Linked DNA regions of Danio rerio: region 2 is linked to region 1. The links are chromatin contacts, called in public Hi-C maps. All regions are on one chromosome and are shown on one strand. The core of a region is the stretch at or near the end of the contact, and the rest is flanking DNA. Distances in the headings are between cores, read along the strand shown. Region 1 has its middle 290 kb from the start of tmem182b. Region 2 holds the start of mrps9 (mitochondrial ribosomal protein S9).

What was found. Hi-C and Micro-C count contacts between places; a contact is called where the count stands out from the background.
Region 2: a Hi-C map of an unstated tissue shows a contact between it and region 1, with 3 times the contacts expected there. The contact joins the promoter of mrps9 here to the enhancer-like site in region 1. A contact is called at or near these places in 2 of 18 Hi-C or Micro-C datasets (caudal fin and an unstated tissue).

Annotation. Positions count from the first base shown.
Region 1 is chr6:15,561,227-15,566,611 of GRCz12tu, reverse strand. No RefSeq gene overlaps it. Among named protein-coding and RNA genes, the nearest start is that of tmem182b, 290 kb to the right of the region's middle. Within about 2 kb of position 2,066, at least 24 of the 62 cell types and tissues checked have an H3K27ac peak or open chromatin away from gene starts, as enhancers often do.
Region 2 is chr6:15,951,027-15,956,668 of GRCz12tu, reverse strand. mrps9 (mitochondrial ribosomal protein S9) reads right to left here and starts at 3,592. Exons shown (of 11, transcript NM_001045396.1): 1 at 3,437-3,592. The coding sequence starts at 3,535. LOC141386208 (a long non-coding RNA gene) reads left to right here and starts at 3,613. Exons shown (of 3, transcript XR_012407720.1): 1 at 3,613-3,676.

The sequences.
Region 1 (5,385 bases), core at 817-3,316:
AATAAAATAATAATAAAAAGTTTTTACCAGTATTACTGGTAACATCAATATATATATATATATATATATATATATATATATATATATATATATATATATATATATATATATATATATATATATATATATATATATATATTGATGTTACCAATAATACTGTAAAATTTACTAGAGTACTGTAGACTGACAAATACCATTGTGCTATAAAACTACAGCACAGTGGTAATTGTTAATTTACAGTGGGCTTGTAAAGTTTGCCAGTAGTAATGTAAAAACTGCCACGAATACTGTAAAATTTACAAGCGCACTGTAAATTAACAATAAAAATTGTTAATTTATAGTGCACATGTAAATTTAACAGTATTACTGACAACCAAAATTGCCAGTAATACTGTACATTTTATAGCACAGTGTACCAAAGTGTTGTTTTACAAGCAATATTTCTTTAAAAATGAAAATATGCTAATTGAAATTAAATGTATAGAAAGCTGCGTATTTAATCAGTGTTGGGCACATTTTGCTGTTATGCAAACAATGGTAATTTGAACAAAACAATAAATGAAACATTACACTATAAAGAATTGCTATAAAATGTACAGTATTACTGGCAATTATGGTTGCCAGTAATACTGAAAAATTTGTATGTGTACTCTAAATAAACAATTACTATTGCACAGTTGTGATTGTTAATTTACAGTGGGCTTGTAATTTTTTTCCAGTAATACTGTAAATATTTCCGGTAATATTGTAAAATTTCTAGTGCACTGTAAATGAATAATTACAATTGTGCTATAAAATTACAGCACACTTGTAATTGTTAATTGATAGTGCACTTGTAAATTTAACAGTTTTACTGACAATTTTGCCAGTAATACGGTAAAATTTACATGTGTACTGTAAATTACCTTTTACCATTGCACAGTTGTGATTGTTAATTTACAGTAGGCTCATAACCGTTGCCAGTAATACTGTAAAATTTACAAGCACACTGTAAATTAATAATTACAATTATGCTGTAAAACGGTATTACAATACGGTACAATATGGTAAAACGGTATTATTAATACGGTAGTACAACCAAAATTGCTAGTGATACTATAAAATTTACATGTGTACTTTAAATAAACAATTTCCATTGCACAGCTGAAATTGTTAATTTACGGTGGGCTTGTAAATTTTGCCAGTAATACTGTAAAAATTGTCAGTAAAACTGTCAAATTTACAAGCGCACTATAAATTAACAATTACAATTGTGGTGTAAAATTTCTAAAAGTGTAGTTTAATAAGCAATATTTTTTTTTAAATAATACTAGATATTAGTTATAATTGTTTAAAAAAATCTAATTTATTTGATGTGTTAAATTTATTTCTTTGAAATTGTTTGTGAAAGTCATTCCCCTTTTCAACATGTAAATAGTTTTATAACATTTCTGCTTATATGTTTACAAAACTAATAACTGTGTGAAAAAAGTTTTAAGCGAGTTCCTTACTGTCATTATTTTTTATTAATATTATCTAATCTTCACAAAATCCCCCCGCCAGTAGACCAAACATCTATTTATTGCTCAGAGTTCTGCATGTTTTAACCACATTCATATAGGCTTTTTTCTTAGTGTTTGAGGAAATGAGGCCAAAAGGACCATTATATCCACTACTTTCACAGGCTGTTTAACAGAGAGAGGAGATGTGGCTATGTGCATGCATGCGTGTGGGTGTCTGTGCGTGAAAGTGGGACAAAATGTTGAAGAAACAGAGAGTGTGTGTGTGTGTGTGTAGGGGTGCTTAAACTTGGCTGACCAGTCATGGTAATCAAAGTGTGCTGTGTCGATTTTAATGGAGTTCCTGGTCACAGCTCTGCCAGTTTCCAGCCAACTCACTCATCTGAACGCCATACTACACATCCACGTCTCGGTAAAACACACTGTCCACTCACGTGTGCCCGAGAGAAAAGGGAAACGATTAACATCAATCTTGATGTCCCACACACTCGCTCTAGTGTGACTAAGAAAGTGTGAGGACTCTGTTTAGGGAACTTTCTAGAGCGTTTGCCACATCCGAGCACCGGACGAAGGGAAAGCGTGATAGAAACAGAGCGAGTGTAAAACAGGAGGGAGGCCGATAGTCTTTACTTTGGGCGGCGCGTTTTTGAGTCGAGCCTATCTGTCGGTCCATCCGCAGTGTCAGCTTTCGGTCAGCGCGGAGAGAGAGAAAGGTAAATGTGAGAGGGCGTAAGAGATACCCGGCAGTGGCATGAGAGCTGCACTCCCAGGCTTTGTGTGCGAAGTTCCACGGTGAAATAGATCCGTCTGCACTTAGCAAACGCTGCCTTTTATTCAGGACGTATGAGAGGAGGAGGGAGCAACATCCAACACGGAGAAACATCTAACACACACACATACATACACAAACATAGGGTGTATAGGGCAACAGGCCAGTTTCTCTGAGGTGAAGTGATTTCTTAAACGGGAAAAATTGCGAGGTTTCAATTGTAGTCTAAGGGTTTGTGTTTTTGAAGTAAGTATTCAGTAAGTATGTGCTATGACAAGATACACAATTGACGTCAAAATTATTAGCCCTCCTGTACATTTTTTATTCTTTTTTTAATACTTGATAAAACCAGGAAGATTTCCACAGTAGTTGATATATATATATATATATATATATATATATATATATATATATATATATATATATATATATATATATGTGTGTGTGTGTGTGTGTGTGTGTGTGTGTGTGTGTGTGTGTATATATATATATATATATATATATATATATATATATATATATATATATATATATATATATATATATATATATATTAGGCCTGTTGCCAGGGGGAGTTCGGGTGGTTCGGAAGTCCCACCCCTCACTGACAAAAGTCCAGAATTTGTCCCATACATCAGCTCATTTGTCTTATTTTGACAAAGTAATCCATCAAAAAGGCTTTAAGACCCAATGGAATCATTTGTTGGCTGTTGCTTTGGTGGGACTTTAATCGATGTAAGAGAAGTCTTCTTTTACTACTGTTTGTTTTTAAACAGAGAAAATATTTTACAGGTAACTTTATTCAAAATCTTGGAGCTTATTACTGAAATAAAAATGAGCAATAAAAAGGTGTGAAGCACCAAAAGCAGACCATATTAAATTAATTTGAATATATTTTGGATATTGTTGAATTCCAGGAATTTTTTAAATGTATTTTTTCACCAAAGATGCTAGACAAATTCTGAATAATTAATTATTGTTTATTATTATAAGTATTATGTTTTAATAATTATTTTTTATTGAAATGGCCAAATTGTGACAATAAATGACAGTAGACTACAGTTTTTTACTTTAGAACTTTAACAGATTGCTATTTTTTTCCAAATAATATATGTTGTAATAAATTTGTATTTAATTTTTTTTTTTATTGCAATTTTTTAGGAAATTTTTTTGCACATCAAAAAGTGTGGTTATGATGACATCCAATTAGCTAAAAAAACAACAAAAAAAGTCACTAAAATGCAGTATTTAAATCTCATAATTAAATAGAAACTGAGGCGTTTGACTGCAAAAAGGTCCACGTTTTGAAAAAAAAAACAAAAAAAAAAACACCCCTTTCACCAGGCTGGCTATGGGTCTGCATATATATATATATATATATATATATATATATATATATATATATATATATATATATATATATAAATATATATATATATATATATATATATATATATATATATATATATATATATATATATATATATTATCACTCCTTTTGAATTATTAGTTTTTCCATTTTATCATCATCATCATCATCATCATTATTATTATAATTCTTAGTGGCTGCATGGTGGCTCATTGGTTAGAACTGTTGCTTCACAGCAAGAAGGTCGCTGGTTCGAGTCCTGGCTGAGCCAGTTGGCTTTTTTAGTGTTTGCATATTCTTCCCGTGTTCGCGTGGGTTTCCCCCACAGTCCAAAAACATGCGCTGTGTGAGAGTCCATGGGTGTTCCCAGTACTGACTTGCAGTTGGAAGGGCATCCGGTGTGTAAAAATATGCTGGAATAGTTGGTGGTTCATTCCGCAGTGTCAACCACTGATGAATATAGGAAAGTTGAAGGAAAATGAATAAATGAATTGTTATTGTGTCTATCTTTTTAATCAAATATTTACCCCGAAATAAATTTGTACATAGATCAGATTAAAAAGAAAATGTAGTGACTATAGTGGCCCCTGTCATATTTCCCTAAACTGCATTTAATCTTCCATTTTTGATCTTAATGTTTCAAGTAAAGTTTGTTCAATTGACAGCCATATTCATTGTGTTTATCTGCTTGAATGAAGAAATCCTAAAATTTCAAAAACTGCTCGATGAACTGTCAATTAAATTCCATATTTCAATTAAGAAATAAAATATATGTTCAGCTTTTTTATATTTGGAATCATTGCTTCTTTCATTCAAAAAGGGTTTTAGGGTGATCGGCCAATATGCACACTAAGAAATTAGTTTAATTGTAAAACACTGTAAAATATTATATTTTTTACTTGAACTAAATGCTTTATGTGTTATGTATAATGAATATTTGTATTATATCTAACTCTACATTTAAAGAGACCTTGCAGTAAAATGCTGTTGTATTTATTGTTTTTAAGGAGAAAAGATTAATTTTTGCTGATACTCTTTAAATGCACATTTTTACATAATTATACTGCCGTGTTTTACCATGATGGTGTTTTAGTATGTTTTTTATTTTTATTTATTTATTTATTTTTTATAGTTTCATACATTAGAGTCAAAGTAAAATTTAAGACATTTAAAGACCTTTTTAATACCGTTATGAATGAAATTTCAGACTTATACAGAACTAAACCCTAAGGATTTTTACTAGTCTACTTTTACTGTTCTAATTTTTTAATAATACCTAAATGTCCAAACTAAGCAAAAAAATAAAAATAAAATAAAAAAATACAAGTCAATATTTTAGTGAATTTAAGGTTTTTTTAGGTCCTAAAATTTTGTTTTTGAAATGCAAGACATTTTAAGACTTTTTAAGACCCTGCGGACCCCAAGATTAAACAATCACATTTCATTTATTGTGTAGAACTTGTTTTTTTGTAATTGTTTGTGAAAGTTACTCTCTTTTTGTTGCATTTAAATAGTTTTTATAGCATTTCCAATTAGCCAATATAAACTAATAACAGTGTAATAAATTATAATTAGTTTATTAATTAATTTAAAAACATTTATCCATCTATGTGGATGACAGCATGTTCCTTATATATCAGTATTGGCTTCTTGTGGAAAACCTTTTTGTTATGAGTTTTAATTCATTATGTGACCTCATCACCTGTGTGTTGTCATTGAGTATGTTTACATGGACACCAATAATCCAA
Region 2 (5,642 bases), core at 2,343-4,842, 390 kb before region 1:
ATATTGACATCAAAACAAATACAATATAAAAAGAAAATAAAAAAATTACAATCATTCAAAGACAAAATTTAAGGCTTTAAAATAATTAACCGTTCTTTTTGCTATGCTATTTATTGTTTCTTTATATCGTACATCAGGCATGTCCAAACTACGGCCCGCGGGCCATGTGCGGCCCGCAATCAGTTTTGTAGCGGCCCGCAAGTCTTTTTATAAATACCAATAGAATCTGGCCCGCTACACAAAAAAATGAACGTAATTCAATAAATAACCACCGGGTGTCGCTATTACACGCATTCAATTAAGCAGCAGTTCTTGTTATGATCTATCTATCTATCTATCTATCTATCTATCTATCTATCTATCTATCTATCTATCTATCTATCTATCTATCTATCTATCTATCTATCTATCTATCTATCTATCTATCTATCTATCTATCTATCTATCTATCTATCTATCTATCTATCTATCTATCTATCTATCTATCTATCTATTAAATTTATGATTTATTTCTTCTTTTTTAAATATTTCCCAAAATGATGTTTAAAAGAGCAAGGAAATTTTCACAGTATGTCTGATAATATTTTTTCTTCTGGAGGAAGACTTGTTTGTTTTATTTCGGCTAGAATAAAAGCAGTTTTTAATTTTTTATGAATCATTTTAATGCCAAAATTATTAGCCCCTTAAGTCTTGAGTCTTGAAACTTACAGAAATTTACCGTAAAATAACGTACATTAAATTACAGAAATTTTCTTAAATATAAATTTCTGTAAATCAACCTGTTATTTTACAGTACATTTCTGTAATTTAACCGGCACCCCAGCTGTCGGAAGTAAACCATAAAATTAAAGATTTTTTTACAGTGTATAATGTTGGATCACAAGATAATGTGTCTGGATTAATATGTTATTTTATGTTAAGTTAAAGATATTTTCAACACATAAATATACCAAGTAAAACTTACTGATGGTGAAATGAACATTTCTGAACCAGTGATCCGTTTTACTCAATTGTATCAGAGAAAGGTTCGTTACTCGAACAAACCATTGTTGCCTAATTAACTTGCCTAATTACCTTAATTTGACTAGTTAACTTAACTAACCCTGTTAAGTGTTTAAAAGTCACTTTAAGCTGTATAGAAGTGTCTTGAAAAATATCTAGTCAAATATTATTTACTGTCATTATGGCAAAGATAAAATAAATCAGTATCTAGAAATGAGTTACTAAAACTATTATGTTTAGAAATGTGTGGAAAAAAATTAGTTCTGTCCGTTAAACAGAAATTGGGGAAAAAATAAACAGGGGGCTAATAATTTAGGGGGGCTAACAATTCTGACTTCAACTGTATATATATATATATATATATATATATATATATATATATATATATATATATATATATATATATATATGTGTATATATATATATATATATATATATATATATATGTATATATATATATATATATATATATATATATATATATATATATATATATATATATATATATATATATATATATATATATATACATATATACATACACACACACACACACACATTTATATATGCGTGTCTGTGTGATGTATGTAAAATTTGGCCCGCGACAACGTTTTTTTTTTTGCATCTGGCCCTCGGCCCAAAAAGTTTGGACACCCCTGTCGTACATAAAGGTAAACCTGTTTCTATTTTAAAGTGAGTAAACTTTGTTTTTTTTCACTACCTATTTACATTTATGAAAAGAAATTTCCATACATAATGAGAAAATTACCAATATACCAAATTTTGTCGATAATTTGACTGTATTCCCATAAAAAACTAAAACATCTTTTTCTTTGAATTCCAAAGCAATATTCAAACTATGTTTAACAAAAAAGAAAAGATCACACAAAAACAATTGTGTATAAATACAATTATCAAATAAATAAACAATACTCTCTTCTTTAAATCGTTACAGAAAGCAAATTTTAAATCAACATCTTTACAAAATTTTGCAATTACCTGTTTTACAGGATACAGACGATGAACGATTTTAAATGATACCTCTCTCATTTATTTGTTATACAAAAACGTCTAGAAATCTTAAAAGTCTCGTTCCAGTTGACATCTTGAAATTGTGATCTCCAATAACCAATAGCTGAAGGAACACAGACAATCCAGCAAATCAATCTAAGACAATTATTATTACATTTTTTTTCTTTTATATGTATACTTTGCAATTTAAGACTAAAATTTACATTTGTATTTTGAACTACAATATATCATTTTCTAATAATTTCTTAAGCTCTGAGGGAATACCATTAATTACCATCATATACTCTTTGACAGGCATATAAAGGAAACACTTTTTTTTTTTAGAAATTCTAAATAGGTAAGCACATGACCCTTATTACTATTTAAAAGTTGTGAAACCAGTGAAATATTATTTCTAAACCAAGAGATTTAATTTGGTAATATATGTATTATTCCAAATTAAGCATTTGTGAGGGGAAAAATTGTTTTGTATATAATCATCTATGATAACAATGCCTGTCTGTGAAAATTAGAAAGTTTTATGGGAAGCTTACTAATATTAAAGTTGTAATTAAGAAAAAAATCAATGCCACCATACTTTTTCAAAAATAATATTAGGAATGTAATACCATAGTTTATTTTTTGAGCGAAAATAATTTTGTATCCTCTTGATTTTAAAAATAGTGTTAGATATTTCAAAGTCAAGTACGTTCAGCCCAACTTGATTAAATGGATTACAAAGTGTTTTTTTCAGATTTTGATAACAAAACTCTTTTATTCAGAGATAGATCTCTCATTAGCCAAATGTTGAATTTCTTTTGCACTTAGTTAACTAATGGGGTATAATTTAGTGTTATTCTTTCTTTTTGGTCCTTGCATATCTTAATTCCACTCCCTATATTGTTTACCATGTTACATTGAGTATTCGGTCAGTCAGAAACAGCATGCAAGTATGACTTCAAAATAACATTAGCACTATTTAATTCACTGAACATTGTTATAACGTTACTTTGATCGTCTTTGGCTGCAAATAGGACTTAACTATTTTGAATTTGCAAATAAAACCTTTGTGAAAATATAATATTAAGAAAATTCTGGATGTGCGAATATCAAAAAACCAACTTTACCTTAATATTGATGATATATTGGCTAGCTTGGAGAATACTGCATAGCATACTGTACTAAACCAACAAACGCATAAATTATAAATAGTTTTGTTTATTACTACAACAAGCGTGTACTGTAAATGAATGACATTTCTCTCCATCTTGTCAATTTACCCGTTTGTACCGAGTACATAAGCATTCTACTGTCACAATTCAACCACAAGGACACAACACTCTCTGCAGCATCACTTTCAATGACGAGATTAACTGGTACTTAAACTGCTCTTAAACAAAGGAACAAAAAGAACGCATTTCACCTGTGAAGCTGTCCTTGATCGTGACAAACAGAAATTCTTCCCGCAGCTCCCATACTTCCATAAAATCAACCTCACACATCGGCTACCGGAGGCTGCCATGTTTGCTCGGCGACTTGTGCTTAGGCAGGAAGTAGTGAAAACGTCACATCCTGGAATCAAGGGACGTCGTTCATCATTGTCAAAAAATCATTGGTAGTACAGAGTTCTTTGTGAGTATCATATACGTCTCCACAAGTGCACGTAAGTTACATAACATAACATAACATAACATAACATAACATAACATAACATATTTCTGTGTGAATATTCATTTCTTTATTTTCTTTTCAGCTTAGTCTCTTTATTAATCTGGGGTTGCCACAGCGAAATGAACCGCCAACTTATCCAGCAAATGTTTTCCACAGCGGATGCCCTTCCAGCCACAACCCATCACTGGGAAACACTCATACACTCTCATTATCATTAATTAATTAATTTTCTTTTCAGCTCAGTCTGTTTATTAAGCAAAGGTCAACACAGAGGAATGAACCACCAACTTATGTAACATATGTTTTCCACAGCGGATGCCCTTCGAGCCACAACCCATCACTGGGAAACACCCATACACACTCATTCTGTGAATATATTATATATTGGGATTTATTCATTGAACTGTATTCAGGGCAGTTGTGTTCTCAAGGGTGAAAATTTACAGCTGTTACTATTGTTTTTCTTCAGTGAAACCCTTCAGGATACTGATATTAGGCTACCTTATACCTTAAATAAAAGTAAAATTTGTGTTTTAAATATATTTTGTCCAATCAGGGACTAATTTAATTGACAAAAAAGATTTTGAAGTATTCTGTAATGTTGCAACAGTATTTTATTCAATATGCTAGGGCTGCACAATATATCATTTCAACATCTACAATGCAATGTGATCATTTGCAATCACAAGCATATGCAATGTTGAGTCTGGATTATAATTGATCATTTTGCTGTGTTTTTTGAGGACTGTGACTGTGTGAGGGTTTTAAAAGCAGTCATACGTTAGAAATTGTACCGTTTGTTACTTTGAAAAACTAATAGCAATTGGCTCTTTGCACAGCTAGAGTTTTATAGCCTACGATAAACGGTGAAAAGCTTATTGTGACTTTTTTAATTTCACAAGGTTGTTTTTACAGCATTGATGTTGTAATGTAATTATAAAACATTCAGTTAAATAGAATTAAGTACTCATTTAGTTGTTCAAGCGTACAAACGAGATGAAAGACCGTTGTAACCACTAGCGCCGTCAGCAGCAACCGGCTAGAGCATAAATTCCATTAAAAATACTGGGGTAAAAATAAACTATCATATTTTAAAGACAAGGCGAGGGGAAATGGAATTTAATGCAGTGCTTCTTGTCCAACCCGAGACCCACATATCGTATATCTAACAGGCAGATCGCTGATTTTGAAAGAAATTGGGAGCTAAACAAGACAACTTTGTAATGGTAACAAATAACCCCTTTGAGCTGCCTGGCTTAAGGATCTCACAACAGTATAAACTTAGCAGGATGTATGGATTTCAAAGAAAACCAGATCTTGTCAGTGCATTGTTGCCATTTTATTTAATTATTTTATTTAATCTCTGAATTTAAATGACAAGAAAACTTAATATTTCCTTTAGCTCAGTCCCTATATTAATCAGAGATTACCACAGCGGAAAGAACCGCCAACTTATCTACATACATACATGATATATACTGTATATACATACAGTATGTTTTACACAGCGGATGGCCTTCCAGCTGCAACCCACAATGGCAAATTTAGATCTTTCAGTTCTCCTATAGCGCATGTCTTTGGATTGTCGGGGAAAACGGAGCACTTGGAGGAAACCTATGCAAACACGGGGCCAACTCCACACAGAAATGCCAATTGGCCCATACCTTCTTGCTGTGAGGTGACAATGCTAACCACTGAGCCACGGTGTTGCCCTGAAAACCTAATATATTTAATGTTAATATTAATATAATAAAAACATAATTCTCATCTTCGGTATGAAGGCATCATGATTAAAACAGTTCTATATATATATATATATATATATATACAGTCTAAATGATTTAAAAAAATTTCAATGTTTATTTTGCTAGTCCAAAATATATTGTTATTATTTAGGTGATAAATTAATATCTTCAAGTGCATTGAAAAAAAAAAGTTTGTTTTCGGTAGTCAAAGTC